2 separate regions of the Mus musculus genome follow, and region 1 is linked to region 2. Evidence: chromatin contacts called from public promoter capture Hi-C data. All regions are on one chromosome and are shown on one strand. Each heading gives the region's core, a stretch centred on a gene start, on an enhancer-like site or on the middle of the called end of the contact. The rest is flanking DNA. Distances are from core to core; before and after follow the strand shown. Region 1 holds the start of Rspo2 (R-spondin 2). Region 2 holds the start of Abra (actin-binding Rho activating protein).

What was found. Promoter capture Hi-C pulls out the DNA fragments that hold promoters and counts their contacts.
Region 1: a contact with region 2 is called in a promoter capture Hi-C map of hippocampal neurons, with 2.3 times the contacts expected there. The contact joins the promoter of Rspo2 here to the promoter of Abra in region 2. A contact is called at or near these places in 2 of 39 promoter capture datasets (the C10 cell line and hippocampal neurons).

What each region holds. Positions count from the first base shown.
Region 1 is chr15:43,167,973-43,174,961 of GRCm38.p6, forward strand. It overlaps Rspo2 (R-spondin 2), which reads right to left and starts at 2,846. Exons shown (of 6, transcript NM_001357956.1): 1 at 2,400-2,846; 2 at 1,759-2,023. The coding sequence starts at 1,852.
Region 2 is chr15:41,865,654-41,873,394 of GRCm38.p6, forward strand. It overlaps Abra (actin-binding Rho activating protein), which reads right to left and starts at 4,067. Exons shown (of 2, transcript NM_175456.4): 1 at 3,366-4,067; 2 at 1-699. The coding sequence starts at 4,015. The coding sequence ends at 222.

The DNA.
Region 1 (6,989 bases), core at 1,596-4,095, 1.3 Mb after region 2:
TAATAGTCAGGAATGTGCTAAGGAGTTTTAGGTACTTCTGTATTTTGCAAACTTTATGAGCTTTTGTATTTTCAACAAAATTGATTTCAGTTCCAGTTTTTTTTTAAAGCAGACATAGCTTCTCCAAACACTGCAGACCACAATATAATAATAATAATAATAATAATAATAATAATAATAATAATAATAGTAATAATGATATAAGTATTGCCACATCTGCCAAACAACACCTGAAAACATAATGGCATGGAGAAAGGGTCCTGTTGGAAGAGGTGAGAAGAGATAAAGAGTCACTTTTCAAAGTTGGGTAGCAACATCAAACTCTCCCAGCTTTTGAAGAGGACTTTCTCCATGATGTTTTATATGTAGTAACCTCTGAAATAAAGAAACATTCCTCAAATGTCAGAAATGATGCAGAAAAAAAAAAAAGACTGGGGTGGATATATGTGTTCTTTATAATAAGCCAGAGACATGTAGCAAATTAAAAAACACTAGTTCGTTGATTGTCACACACCATGGATGACGTGAAGTTTTGCTCTGGAATAGGCCAAGCTCTTCAGCTCATGAGGAAAGCTTAATGCCCCCTCAAAATGTCAACAACAGCACTGATCCCTCCAAAACTAGCTTCAGGGCCAGAGTCTTTATCCCATCAGAGTCGTTTATAGCCTGGAAAAACAAAGCCAAGGTCTCCAAGCCTCATGACAAACTCTATCAGTGTAAAAAGACCAAATTGGTGGTCAGACAACTGACTCTCCTCAGGTGCTAACAAAGGGCCCTGTGCTAGTACTTCAACGCTATGTCTGTGTGATGCTGTACGTGTTTACGTCGCTACAGAAAACTTCATTGTGTCTGGCTCAAAAAATGCCCTTGGTTTAGCTGCCCCTCCCCAGTAAGACTGGAAGACAGGAGTCCAGAAATATGTGCACACTAAAGTTGAATTCTCTGAAATCTTTCTGGAGGCTTCCATCTGCCTTCACCCTTCACACAAGTGATGGATGGAGAAGCTAGCATTTAAAAAGACTCACATGAATCTCATTGAGTACAAAACCCTTCCCAGAAACTGCCGCTTTTGAGAAAACAAACAGGGCAATGTGGGCTTATTTGTAACAAACATTCACGCTGTAGGGGAGAACTCCCTGAGAAAGCCAGAGTAGGAGTCGCTACTTAATTCATTAAATTCCCATCTCTGCTAGGGTTCCGGAAAAGTGGAACAGTGTAGCTTTTTTTTTTCTCCGCAACTCAGGTTCTCCCATGCAACTTGACATTTCTCCCCAACAACACCCCCTCCACACACACACACACACACACACACACACGCCAGACCATGTCTAAAATTATCTGGAGCAGGATTTAGGGCACACGTGGGTCGGGAAATTAAAGACACTTGGACTTCAAGGAAGATGATTAAGAAGACAAAAGGAGAAAACTAGAAAAATGGTGCCACATAAGAAATGTGATCCAAAGAAGAGTTCAGGAGAGGTGGCACAGACTGTGAACCACATGATAAATCCCTGGGCGCTTGCGGGAGGGAAGCCCAGCACATCAAGCTCCCAATGCTTCTAAGGTCCCATCGCACCCACTAGGGACAGAAGGAAGCTTTCTGTGGAGTTCTGTGACCCTGAGAATGGTCAGTGGTAGCCCACACAAAAACTGGGGTGCAGAGCACAGTCCTGTCCCTCGAGTCCCTAAAGCCTAAATGTGAATAAGCACTCCCACCCACTCAGGAACTCCACGCACCTTCAGCCGAGCGCGACCCACCTCGCTTATTGCGTCTCCATCGGTTGCCTTGGCACTGGCTGTAATCCATACAGTTCAGAATGATGAGGGCAAATGAGAAGAGGCAAAAACGCATCTGGACGGTCGGGCTGGGGAGAGACACCTCTCAAAAGTCGAGGAAATGACGGGCTCCTGGAAGGAGACAGTGCGGGTCGCGCTCCTAGGGAGGACTTAGAGACAGATGTCACTGCCCTGCGGCTGCAATGATCAATTTGGCTCGATGAGCATCTCTCCCTCCACGGTGAACCTGGGAGAGGAGGAAAAGAGAAGCTGGGTGGGTGGAGGACTGAGAGAACCCGGAGGAGGTACCTGCACCTTCGCGCCTCTTAGTTTAAAGAAAGGAGGGAGGGAGGACGCGAACTCACTGGCACGATCCACGCAGCAGTTTAACGCAGATGGCACAGCTGCAGGAGACTTGGAGAGGAAGGTGATTACAATCAGTGAATTAGCAACCTCTGCGGAGCACTGCCTTCTGACCCTGGAGAAAGGGCGTTGTGCGAGCTCTGCAGAAGGAAAGGCGCTCTAGAAGCAGCCGAGCGCAGGGCTTTCAAGGGGCGCTCTGAAGCCTTTCGCTCCCCGGATGGGCTATCCCAGCGCCCCAGCACCAGGTGTAGATCGCCTACCGTGCGCTCGCGTCTCTCGGGCTGCACGGCGTGCCTAGGCGCGGCGCTCCATGCCAGGCTCTGGAAGCGAGCCGGGCTGTTTGGTCAGCACGTGGGCTCGGAAAAAGTTTGCGGACACCCGCCGGGAGCTCTTGGCAGCTTTAGGATTCCGCCGGCTGCAGAAGGGTCCGCGGACCCCGAGGGTCCTCGGGGCTGGCGGCGCCTAGCAAAAGCGCGCGGCCGGGCAAGCGCGACCGCAGGCGCTGAGATGCTGGGTCTCCGCCTGCGAGAGCGATTCCTAGTCGAGGGGCGCGTCCACTCTCTTCTTGGTGTCCGGGTCCAGTCGCTGCTCCCAGGGCTCTCTCCACCACCACTTCGCAGCTGAAGTTTCTCGCTGCCTGAGCTAAGGGAGACAGAACACTGCCCGGAGGCCGAAGGGATGTAGCCAGCGCACTTTCCGATGGAGATGCAGACAAGCTAAGGCTCGGGATGCTTCTATAAGTAGGTGGTGCTGTGGTCCAAGACATCTAAAGCCAGGCTGCCTCAGAGTTCCTGGGTCCTAAAGCCAGAAACGCTCGGGTTTCCCTGAGGTCCTAAAGAGTACTGACGGCATGCAGAGAGCTTCGTGTAAGAAAAATAATGCTCACCCGGCTTTCCCAGAGGGATGGTCTAAACTGAAGAGCACCTAGGGTGAGCGATATGGCCTGCCCTTGCTGTTCACACCCAAGGTGTCCTCTCGGGAACAATGGAGTCGATTCCCACCTCACCAATTAGCCTTTCTCCAGAAGAATTTGATGGGGAACTGAAGGTACCTTCTACTTTCCTCCTGAGTGCCAGGATGAGACTGCTGCTTCTGAAAAAACACTTCAGCCTTTAAAAAAAAAAAAAAAACAAGAAGACAAACCTCTGCCCTTTTCCCAAAATTTAAATCCTAGCCCTGCTCTGAAGGCAGACGTCCCCAGAAATTGAAACGCATGCTCAGTTTAAGGAGTAAGTTTAGTATTTCCCATTGCCTTTACCTTTCCACACAGCTGTTTTTTTTCCTTTACTTTATTTTTTTCCCAACAGATTTCACAAACATATGTGATACTTTGCAATACTCAAAAAATTGGGAGCTTTCTTCTTCAGAAATCGAATGTTTACCACTAGTTTGTTTTGTTCTTAATCTTTACCCCTCCTTTGTTTCCCAAGGTCTGAATTAAACTTCAAATGCCCTGAGTTGGAGAACTACTTACTATATCACTCATTAAAAACATTAGGTGCTACCAATTTTAATCTAGTGAAATCGTCTGCCATACATTCACTGCTATTGGGAATAATGTATTTCCTCTTTGAACAGAAGATAAGAATCTATAATGTTAGACTTGGCAATATAGGGAAATAATGTATGTCTTCTTTGAGCAAAAGATAAGAATCTATAATATTAGACGTGGCAATATAGACGTCTCTTTAAATGTGTTACTAGGCACGTTGTTACTGTAGCTTTTTAGTGGCTGTTGGTTGGTTTTATTTTTGAGATTGGGTTGTAGCCCAGGCCAACCTGGAACTCATCCTAGTAAGGCTGACCTAGAATTCCCAATCCCTCTGCCTCCACCACCTAAGAGCTAGGATTACAAACACATGCCCAGCCCAGGCTCCTTAATAACATTTTGTACTATTTCAATTCTCCCTTTTGTTCCTTCAGTTTCTGCATGGGCTCAGAAATTTGAACTGAAGAATCATATAGAAGTAATGGGGGCTTTAATAGCCATGTTTATTAATCACTCCACTATTTGGCTGTGATATTTCTGTTCTAGGAATTGGGGTCCCTGAGAACGACTAAGTGAGCCAGAGTTGAAGTTACTGGTGCCGTTTCCTTGATAAGAAAATTGAGCCATGAGACTTGCCCACAGGGTGCAAACTTCTGACAGGACACTTGGAAGCAGTTACTTTGACCCAGCTTCTCAAATCCTCAACTTTTATTTAAAAAAATATATATTTAGTGTGTGTGTGTTTGTGTGTGTGTGTGTGTGTGTGTGTGTGTGTTGGTGTTTTGCCTGCGTGTGTGCAAGTATGTTGCATGTGTTCCTGGTCCCTTTCAAGGCCACAAGAGGGTGTCAGATCTCCAGGGAATAGACTTACAGACCGTTGTCAGTGGACATGTGGATGCTGGGAATTGAACCCTCAGTCCTCTGGAAGAGCACACAGTGTTCTTAACTGTTGACATTTTATCACAAAATTTGGAAATGACTGGAAACAACTCAGCATAGGCTATTCTCTCTCCAGCTTGATAAGCAGCACTCTCTCCTCTCACCCAGTGTGCTGTCCTATAAGGATGAAATTCAAGAGGAAAGAAAACGCTTCCCTAAATAAGCTTCTCGGTTCCTGCATAGCTCTGAACACACTTAAGAGTGATGCATTTATCAGCAACCATTCAAATGAGCACAAACACAAGGGTATGTCGCACTACTTCACTGGGTTACTTTGCACAGTTATCTGGATCTCCACTTCTATGGCAGTAGTTTCAGGAAATTAGATCAAGTTCCCTTTCACCTCTTCTACCTAAAATCCATCTTTTAGGAATTTGCCATGGGGTCTAAGGTGTCTGAGAGCAAAGTCATCAGTGAATAGATTGGATTTATGGGCTGCTTATCCCCCAATACTTCAGAATGTCGCTCCTTTGAGTTGCCCTGTCTTAACCTGAAATATTTTAGAGTGGCCAGCTTCAGTGTTCAATGTGTGAGAAAAGAATTTAACACATCACTTTTGCAGCCTATGGTCAAATGTGTTTAATAACACACACACACACACACAAAGATAGACACTGGGAGAAAAGATGCCTGAGTATTTTTTTATCATATTCTGGTCTCCTCCATCTTTGTAAAGGATAGAACAGAACCTTAAAGTCTGTCACAATGCTGTATTTAAAGACTTACGCTTGATTTTTGCCACAAACTTATCTGTATAAAATCTTTTCCTTGTCCCCACACTAAGTATTTATTTCAAGAATCTAGGATCAGTCTCCCACTTAAAGCATAGCCTCACTGGATCCCAAACTGTGAAAGATCTTAATCCCGTACGTATCTTTGCTTCCTTTTGTTTCTAAGCTCAGAATGTGCTGTTGTTAGAGCTGGTGGTTCACAGTCACTCCATTCTGGAGACAAGAGATATTTTCTTCTAGTTGACTGGTTTCATTAAGGAGCTTTGTAAATAGGTGTGTGCCCAGTGTTTGTTTACAAAACACACTGATGAGGCATACTCCACATCATTCACTGCTATCAGAATGGCTCTCTCCCTTGGAAACAGTTTATTCTTGAAAAGCCTTTTGAGTTATGAGTCCACTTCCACACTTCCAGAGCTGAATATAGTCTTAATAAAATATGGGTGCCTATCAATCAAGTGGGTGTATTTATGCATGCCATTTTCTTACCTTTAACAGTTTCTCATGGCTCTTTCTCCTTTCAGCTAGAAGGTTGAAAGAACAGGAGTGTGAGATATCTCAGGTGACTGGAAATTCTTGTGTCTTCTTTTATTTTGTATCATTCATTCAGATAGCTTAAGTTTTCAGTTTTTGAAAACTACCTTCCTGTCTAAGCCCCTGGCACCTCCCTCTCCCAGGCAGCCTGTTCTCTTTCTTAGAGTGTGTTTTACTTTCGTATAGCTTCCCACATTTGAGTAGATGTTCAGAGGTAAATCCTTTAGCTATTTTTGTGCTTGCCAATCAATGTGTGTGTGTGTGTGTGTGTGTGTGTGTGTGTATACTCACATATATGTGAAGCTATGTACATTTATACATGTGTTCTTACCTCTTTAGCATCCTAGTGTCTCTCTTTGGAGCGACATGGATACTAATTCAGACCTCAATGTTTTAAGTGTGCCTTGGAGTTCAGTTCACTGTCATTTTTTTTCCTTTCATAAAATCATGTACATTTGCATTTTATTTAGTCAATTCCCTACATTGTCATCTTTTTTTCTGATTTTAAAAAGTACTGCTTCACATGATTTTACATGATAAATTCCTAAAACTAGGAAAGTTGAACTGGACAGTTGCATATACCATATACCTTTGTGTTCTCTGTCTCTCACTGTCTCTGCCCCTCTCTCTCTCTCTCTCTCTCTCTCTCTCTCTCTCTCTCTCTCTCTCTCTCTCTCTCTCTTCCCTTCAAATTGCTTCCATAAAGATTTAATGATATTTCATTGTATGAAAATTCTTTCTCACTAAAAAACAAACAATACATTTCTTTTTTTTTAAGAATTATTTATTTTATGTATATGAGTACACTAGAGTTGTCTTCAGACATACCAGAAGAGGGCATCAGATCTCATTACAGATGGTTGTGATCCACCATATGGTTGCTGAGAATTGAACTTAGGTCCTCTGGAAGAGCAGTCAGTGCTCTTAACTGCTGAGCCACCTCTCCGGCCCCAACAATACATTTCTTAATTATTAGTAACCAAAGTGGCTTTGTGGGCTGGAGAGATGGTTCAGTGTTTCAGAGCATGGGCTGCTCCTTTAAAGGACTATGGTTCAACTCCCAGCACCCATGTGGCAGCTTACAGCTGTCTGTTAACTCTAGTTCCAGGGATCTGACACCTTCTCACAGACATACATGTAGGCAAAACATGATCGCA
Region 2 (7,741 bases), core at 2,817-5,316:
AAGTGGAATTCCAAATATCAATATACTATGTTTGATAGTCTTAATACATTCTTCCAAAAAGTCGAGTGTCTTCGTCAAAATCTTCACATAGTAACCTCATAGAAACAGTACCAAAAGCCATTTATATAAAATCATTTAATATTGATAACATTGCAGAGCAGCTTGCCTTGGAGCTTGTAACACATTACTATTTATCAGCGGTGAGTGGATTTGTTGCGGGCTTACTCAAGGAGAGTAATCACAACATGGTCGTCTCGGCCTTGCCATAGCATCTCTCCTTCAAAGTGCACCAGTCCGTGTTTCCTGGCACGCATGAGGATGCCCACGACTTTATCAGAAATTCGAACATAGCGATCAAAGAGTTCTCCGAAAGTAACCTGGATCTTGCCATCTCGTCTGTGGCGAGCCATTGTGCGGATAACAAAGCACAGTTCCATAATTTCCCGATAGATGTGCTCTTCCGCTCGCTTGGCCCTTTCAGCTGTCTTGCTTCCCTCTTTGGGGCGGCCATAGCCCTCGTCTCCCTTGTGGAGCCGAGTGGACATGGCTAGATCATAGTCAAATTCGTCACTGAAGGGATTGAGCTTCTGGGACTGGACGTGTTCATCGGCCCACTGCTGCCACCTCCCTTTCAAGTTGTCCACTTGGCTGTATTTCCGATGGGCCTTACAGTTGAGTGTCTCAGAGTACCTGTTTGCCCTAGCGGAGAGAAGTGGAGAAGCAAAGTGAATACATGAAGCAAGTGCCGGACCCCGTGTACTTCCCATGTGTAGTCTCTGTCGTGGTATATGTCACAACTTTCTTTATCAATAACAATGATGGATTAGCCACTAGTGATATTAAACTCAAGCTTTAAAAAACAAAACACAAAACCTTCCTTACATAGAGTGTGAGGCCATCTACTAAAACGTTGCATGTCAAACATTCTTGAACTAGAATCAGTTCTTAGAGGGTTTCTGATAAGAGCTATTTCCCAAACATGCATTTGGTACTGCTATACAGATTGGAGTAGTTCTACATAGAATTCCATATTTATTTAGGTTTTGTCTGTTTGTTTTTATGAAAGCCTGTTTACACTAGGGTCAATGATGAACACACATTTTTTAAAGTAATGGGTTGCACAGGTAGAAGACCAAAAACATTTATTGAACACTATTTGGCTGGCATTTTTCTAAATACTTATTATTCTCCGCAATCTTTAAAAATGGATATTTCAGCTGTGTAGATGAAGAAACTGAAGCCAGGAAGACACAGGAGCACCCTAAAGACACAGAACTGTAAGCAGTAGGCTAAGACTGGACTTTGAAGCCAAGTTAAGCCGTCAGGATGTAACTTAAAAAAAAAATACTGCTTCCTCTAAAACAGAGGGAGGAGTCCATCTTCACAAAGCACCCAACTTTATCTCCAGAGCGTTAAGTAGCCTCACATCTGGAAGCTTTGGACTTGAAGGTGTAACGAGCCATTCCAGCACTGTCCCCATGGGTGGCATGGCAGGGCCCTATGAGCACTCATAAGTCACTGTTCTAAGCCCGAGAGTGGGCCAGGCTTATCTGTCAAGGTACAAACTTCTAAATTCTCCATGACAAATGGGCTCAGGAGACAAAGGGCTCAGTGAATCACACAGCAACTGCTTACTTAACTGCTTCTAAAGCATTTCAGTCTCTGTCCCTGGGGTCATGAGCTCTGTCCTATCAGAATAGCCTGAGTTTGTGGACTTCTTATGTCATCACAGTGCCAGGGCGCAAGTGTTTGCTGTAAGGAAGACACACACAAGCAGCCCACACACACAAATAGCCCATCAAACACAGACACCAAACCTATATACGGTTTAGATGCACCCTCGAAAGTTATTTTCAAGGAAATAACATCCACCAGATGGCGAAATTTCATTAATTCCCATGTTCAGAAAATCCTCTTAAGTCCTCTCGCTGTTAGGCTAGAATGGGAAGGGAATGAGGGTTTTTGTTTGTTTGGTTGGTTTTCTTTTTCTTTTCTTTTCTTTTTTTTTTTTCCTAGCCAGAGGGAGATAAACATGCAGCAAGGTTAACTGGGGAGATCCCCATACAGTACAAGTTTATCTCAATTTCTTAAGCTTGAGCAGTCTCTAGAAAATGTCCTTCACCTGAATGGCAGCTTCAGTGGGTCAAGAGGTCTTAAGAAGGAATTTCCCAGTACATGTTTGGGATGTACCGGTATGAAGGGAGATGGTTGTGACCCCCACAGTCAGTGCCCAGTTGTCTTTGTGGCTAAAGAACCCCAGCTCCTCATTCCACTATGCTCAGAAATGCTGGTTATTGGCACTGCCCAGGGACTGTCACTAATTTAACTAATCAATGTGTGTGTGTGTGTGTGTGTGTGTGTGTGTGTGTAAGGGGGGGGTGTCACATGTCAAGACTACTATCTAAATTGCAGCACCATCATTGCTGAACAATTATGACCTTTATTCTCCTTTCTAACAAGCTTGAGACCCAGGCCTCTGATTCTTTTTACAAATTGGTAACTATTCCCAAGTCCAAGGAAAGCATTCTTTTCATTGGAATGGGGGGAAGGGAGTGGGAGTAAGTATCAAGCTAGGTTGGAGAGATAGTTAAGAGTTCTTGCAATGCCAACATGAGGACCTGAGGTTGAATCCCCAGACCCCACATAAAAATAAAAATAAAAATATGGCCAACGTTTATAGAAGCCCAGCACTGAAAAGCAGACAGACATCCTGGTCAGCCAGGTGAGGCAAAATGGCAAACCTCAGGTTTAGTGAGATACTTGTCTTGTATATGAGAGGTGAATGACAGAATGTACACGTGCATGCACAAATGCATACACACACTCATGTGCACACACACAGAAAAGTAAAAGGCCATGTTTTTTTGTTTTTTATTTTTTTCTCTTTGTTTTAAAGCCCCTTAAGCCCTGCACTTTAGAGGTTACCAAGATCAATAAAACTGACATCTTGCTTTATGCTAAGGGAATTCGAGTAGCATGGGGATTATAAAACAAGCTCTAGTTCCGGAAACCTTTCCAGCTGCCTCGGTGTTCATGTGACTTTCGTGTGTCTTAGTGTCTCAGTGTCTCATTTTCTAAGCTTATATGCATTTCTACTACACCAAGAAGGTGGTCCATGTACAAGTCTAATTCAGGAAGCCTGAGAAGAGTGCTGACAGCAATTCCCACTTGTAGGTAAATCAGTGATGGCATGGACCAGAAGAGCCACAGCCGAAGTTAGTTAGCACTGTTCTTTCAGGTCAGGGATGTGCTACCCAAAAGAACCCACTCTAACTGGCAATTTATCGTCTGCCCTCTATACTTTTAGTATTAGTTGGAACTCCTTGTGATTGAGGCATAAGGAGTAGAAGGATGTATTCACTTACTGGGAGAGCAAGGGGCGTTTGATCCTGGCAGGAGCCACAGGCGCTGCATCTTGCTCAGGCCTCTCCTCCATATCCCCTCCGTAGCCACTGTCCTCTGTGTCTACGCTGTCACTCTTCCACGTGGGCTCTTCCTGTTCCATCACTTTCCAGCCTTTGGTCAGCTCAGACACCAGGTTGGTGCATTTTCTTCTCCGTGTTGGCGAGTCGTGACTAAGAAGGATTCTGTCAATGTCATTCTCTGGCTGAATAGCTTCAGACACGCCGCCATCATTCTCATACCTGTGGCTCAGGTAGTTCACATCTCCTCCCCTCTCATAAGCCTTGCTGACAACCGTTCTGGTCACCTCTTTCCTTTTAATGTGGGAGACCTCGGTGGCTTCTTCTGAGTGTTGTCCCTCTCCGTCTCGATCTGGCTTTGGAGACAGAGTTTTGGGGGCATGCTGGTAAGGACCGGCTTCTTTAGGAGCGTTAGGTAGGTCATGAGTTGCTCCCGGCAGCCAGCCTGCAGGCTCCTGGGCCTGTTTGGTACTGTTCTCATTCGCCCACTGCTGCCAACCTCGGGCCAAATTGATAACCAGGGTTGCTGTGCGGACCTTCCGGAGGGCACTCTTGGCCGGCCCCGCCTCCCTTTCCCTTTCTCCTGGAGCCATGCTACCTGTTTCTTCTCTGCTGACAGCCTGGGCACCAGCTAAAGGGGAATGTGGTTGAGAGAGATGCCTGGGATTTAAATAGAAGCAGGGTGTGAGTGGGAAGGAGAGCCTGTGACGGTGGAAACTATGCAAAGTATTTCTTGCCAAGATGTGGTGCCATGGCCCTGACGGTGTTCTGTTTTTAAACCCTGACAAGTCCCATTTCATCACAGCAGAGGGACATTTCTGGTGGCAAAGGACACGGATATGTTCCCTCCTCTCTCCTCCAAGTGCCAGAGTGGAAAGCACTAGATTGAATCATGTGCTCAGCTTTATGTTTTCCTTGACCTTAAAATATGATCCAACCATTTAGAGGAGTGTACAGTTAGTGCTCAGATTGTCCTAGACTGTTCAGGGCTTGTTGTCTCAGTTAAATCTCGGTAGCCCTCAATACAGCTGTTATTTGGTCTCCTTTAATAGCAGAGTGAAAAGGTATCTTACTCCCTGCAGATAATAATATATGAGATTAAAATCATGAGAGGTTCGAAGCTGGAGCTTCCTTTTAATCTATAACAATTAGAAACAAATTATAGAAGACTGTCTGCTCAGATCTTCATTTTCCAGATGGAAGTATTGACACCCAGAGGAAAATGAGGTCTAAATGTTGAAAGGCTTACTATTGTTGACATCCTATTAATATACATTAGCATGATATATATATTAATATTAAGACAGTAAACTCTTCTAATGACATAAAATTAAATTTTACTTTTATGTATTTTAGAAATTATGACTAAAATAATCTCTTAAAATATCAAAATGGTTAAATCCATATAATGACAAAATAATGGCTGTTATCTGAAGCATGCACTATTGAATTTTATTTTATTTTATTTTATTTTATTTTATTTTATTTTATTTTAGACAAAGTCTCCTTATGTACCCCTACCTGGCCTGGAACTTGCTATGTAGAACAAGTTTTCTTCAACTTCCCAGAGATCCACCTGCTTCTGCCCACTGTGTGCTAGACTTAAAGGCATGCACCACCAATCTGGCTCCCACCTTGTCTGGATTTTAACAATTAACTATTAGTTTAGTTCAGTTTTATCTTTTATCGTTGAGGTTGTAACATAATCACTCATTTTCTTCTCTCCCTACAAACCTCCCATATCTCTACATGCTCTCCTTCAAGTTTATGGCTTCTTTTTTCATCAGTTGTTGTTGTTGTTGTTGTTGTTGTTGTTGTTGTGTGTTTGCTAAATAAATAAGTGCAACCCTCTAGTCTATATAATGTTATTTAGATGAGGCTCTGATCATATACAAAACACTACAGGAAACTAAGGACTACTGGGAGCAGGAGAGATAGTCTTCCCCAAGGACAAGCTCAGCCATTGGTTGTCCAATACCAGATGGTCAGTCCTGAAGACAGATATTCCTCTTTGTTTTTAATAATAAAAACTTTGGTAGCAGGCAATGACATTTGTTTGAACATTCAGACATCAAGTAAATAAGTATTTTTAATAGAACTGAAAAGAGAAGTCATGTGACAGAGAAACAGCATCTATTCAGTGTATTAGACCAGATAAAAATGTGCAGGACTGGGCATTGAATGATGTCTTGAAGACAAATAGACCTTTGTTTTTCTTTTGCCACTGCTTTAGACTTTAAACTCTGTCCATTTCTACAAGTTTGACATACCATACGTTGGGAACTGTTACCTGTGAAGAGTATGAAAAATATAAAAGTTAATTTCTTCTGATAGACACATTCACTTCAAAAAAGAAGTGTAGTGTCATTTTTTTTCATCATGCCCGGGGAGTTAGACAATTTGGAAAATGTTTTAAAACTCTATCTAGAAATCTGTTAGGTGTGTTCTCTGAGTTCACCAGCATGTGATAACAATGGTACAGAGACAGGATCCCTCTTAAGTGGGAAATGGAATCACAAGGACCAAGGATTAATAAAAATAAATAAATCTCAGCTTATAATTCCTGGTCTTCCTTCCAAAAATGTAGACTCATTAAACACGGCTGGGTTCTAGTTGGATTCCACTCATCCCCCGGAAGGTCATGGTTAGGACAGGTCCCTCTGACACTCTCAGCCGCTCAGCCCGGGATCAGGTCCTTTTCCTCCTTGGAGACTGTTCCACTTTCCAGCTCAGTGTTGTTCAGCTTCCACCCTGACAGAGCAGAACTACAGACAGACATGTTACCAGGGCTTCATCAATTAGCAAGCATTGCAGTTGGCTGCCTGAGGCTTGAGACTGTCAGCAGACGGTCTTTCAGGGCCAGGGAGGAGCTCCTCAAGGTCTGTCTGTCCCTTTGACATTTGGCTTTGATGGCAACTGCAGCCCCTCAGGCATTTACAGAGGAGTTTACGACACTTTTCCTCTTCCTGTCAGACATTCCTACCCTTAAGTAACAATCTTTTGATTGCTTTAAAAAAATGTTAGCTTCATATTCTCTATCAAGGTCCAAGCTCCTAGAATTATATATTCTCCCATTAATTATGTGGTACAAAAAAATGAAAATAATAAGAAATGACAATGATTTGTATCAATACTAGTTCACAGTGAAAGGCTTGTGAAGTAACATTTAAAACTGTTGGTTGAGATGGAGGCCAGAAGTAAAGACTAGTTGAGAGACTTGCAGTAGGAGGAAGCACAGATGCCTCAATGCTTAGAGCACTGGCTGCTCTTGCAGAGAACCCTGAGCTAGTTGCTAGCACACATAGAGCAGGTTACAACTGTCTCCAGTTCCAGAATATTCAGTGCCTTCTGGCCTCCACAGGCACCAAACCTGCATATAGTAAACAGTTAATTGCAGGCAAAACACTTAAACACATAAAAACAAATCAATATTGATTTATTCCTATATGATCACATGTATGGTAACAGAAAAAGCAAAGAGATATTTACACATATTACCCTTCTAAATCAAGTGCAGCCATTTTTCACAGTCAGCTGTATGAGGTCACTACACCAAAGATATTTTATACATCTTTATAGGTCTTGTATATATAAAGCAATTTCAAAAGCTCATTTTTATATTTATTTGATTTATAGGTTCATAGCAAATTATAGGGTATTTTCAGACAGTAAGATGGTAAGGATAGTGAAGAAAAATAACATATTAATCATCTTATACAGCAGATAAAATTGATTTTAAAAATCCATAGAGCAACTCTATTAACTATACTTCCAACCTAATACATTAATCGTGCACGTTACTCATCCTCCATACCTGCTACTGGGTAATTTTAGCCTGGGTTTTCCTATATGTTTCTCCAATACTTCCTCTGCCACTGCTAAATACTGTTATTTTCAGTTTGACATTGTTTTGTTCTTATTATCCAATGTGTCATTCAAATTAAGTGCTATATATTTTAGTGCGTGCGTTTGGCGAAGCATGTCTTCTATATTCATCTATGCTGGATCAAGTGACAGGGTCTTGCTGTTTTTAAGGCTCACTGCATGGGGGAGATAATGAAGTTGTTTGTATATCTTGGCTCTTGTGAATAATACTGCAATGAATATCAGAGTTCAGATACCTTTTCCAAAAAAGATGAATTATTTTTGTTTTATCAAAATGTATATATGTCTGTGTGAGAATGTTAGAACCCTGGAACTGGAGTTACAGAAGTTGTGAGCTGCCATGTGGTGCCCGGAATTGAACCAGGGTCCTTTTAAAGAGCAGTCAAGTGCTCTTATCCACTGAGCTATCTCTCCAGACCCTAGATTATTTTGTG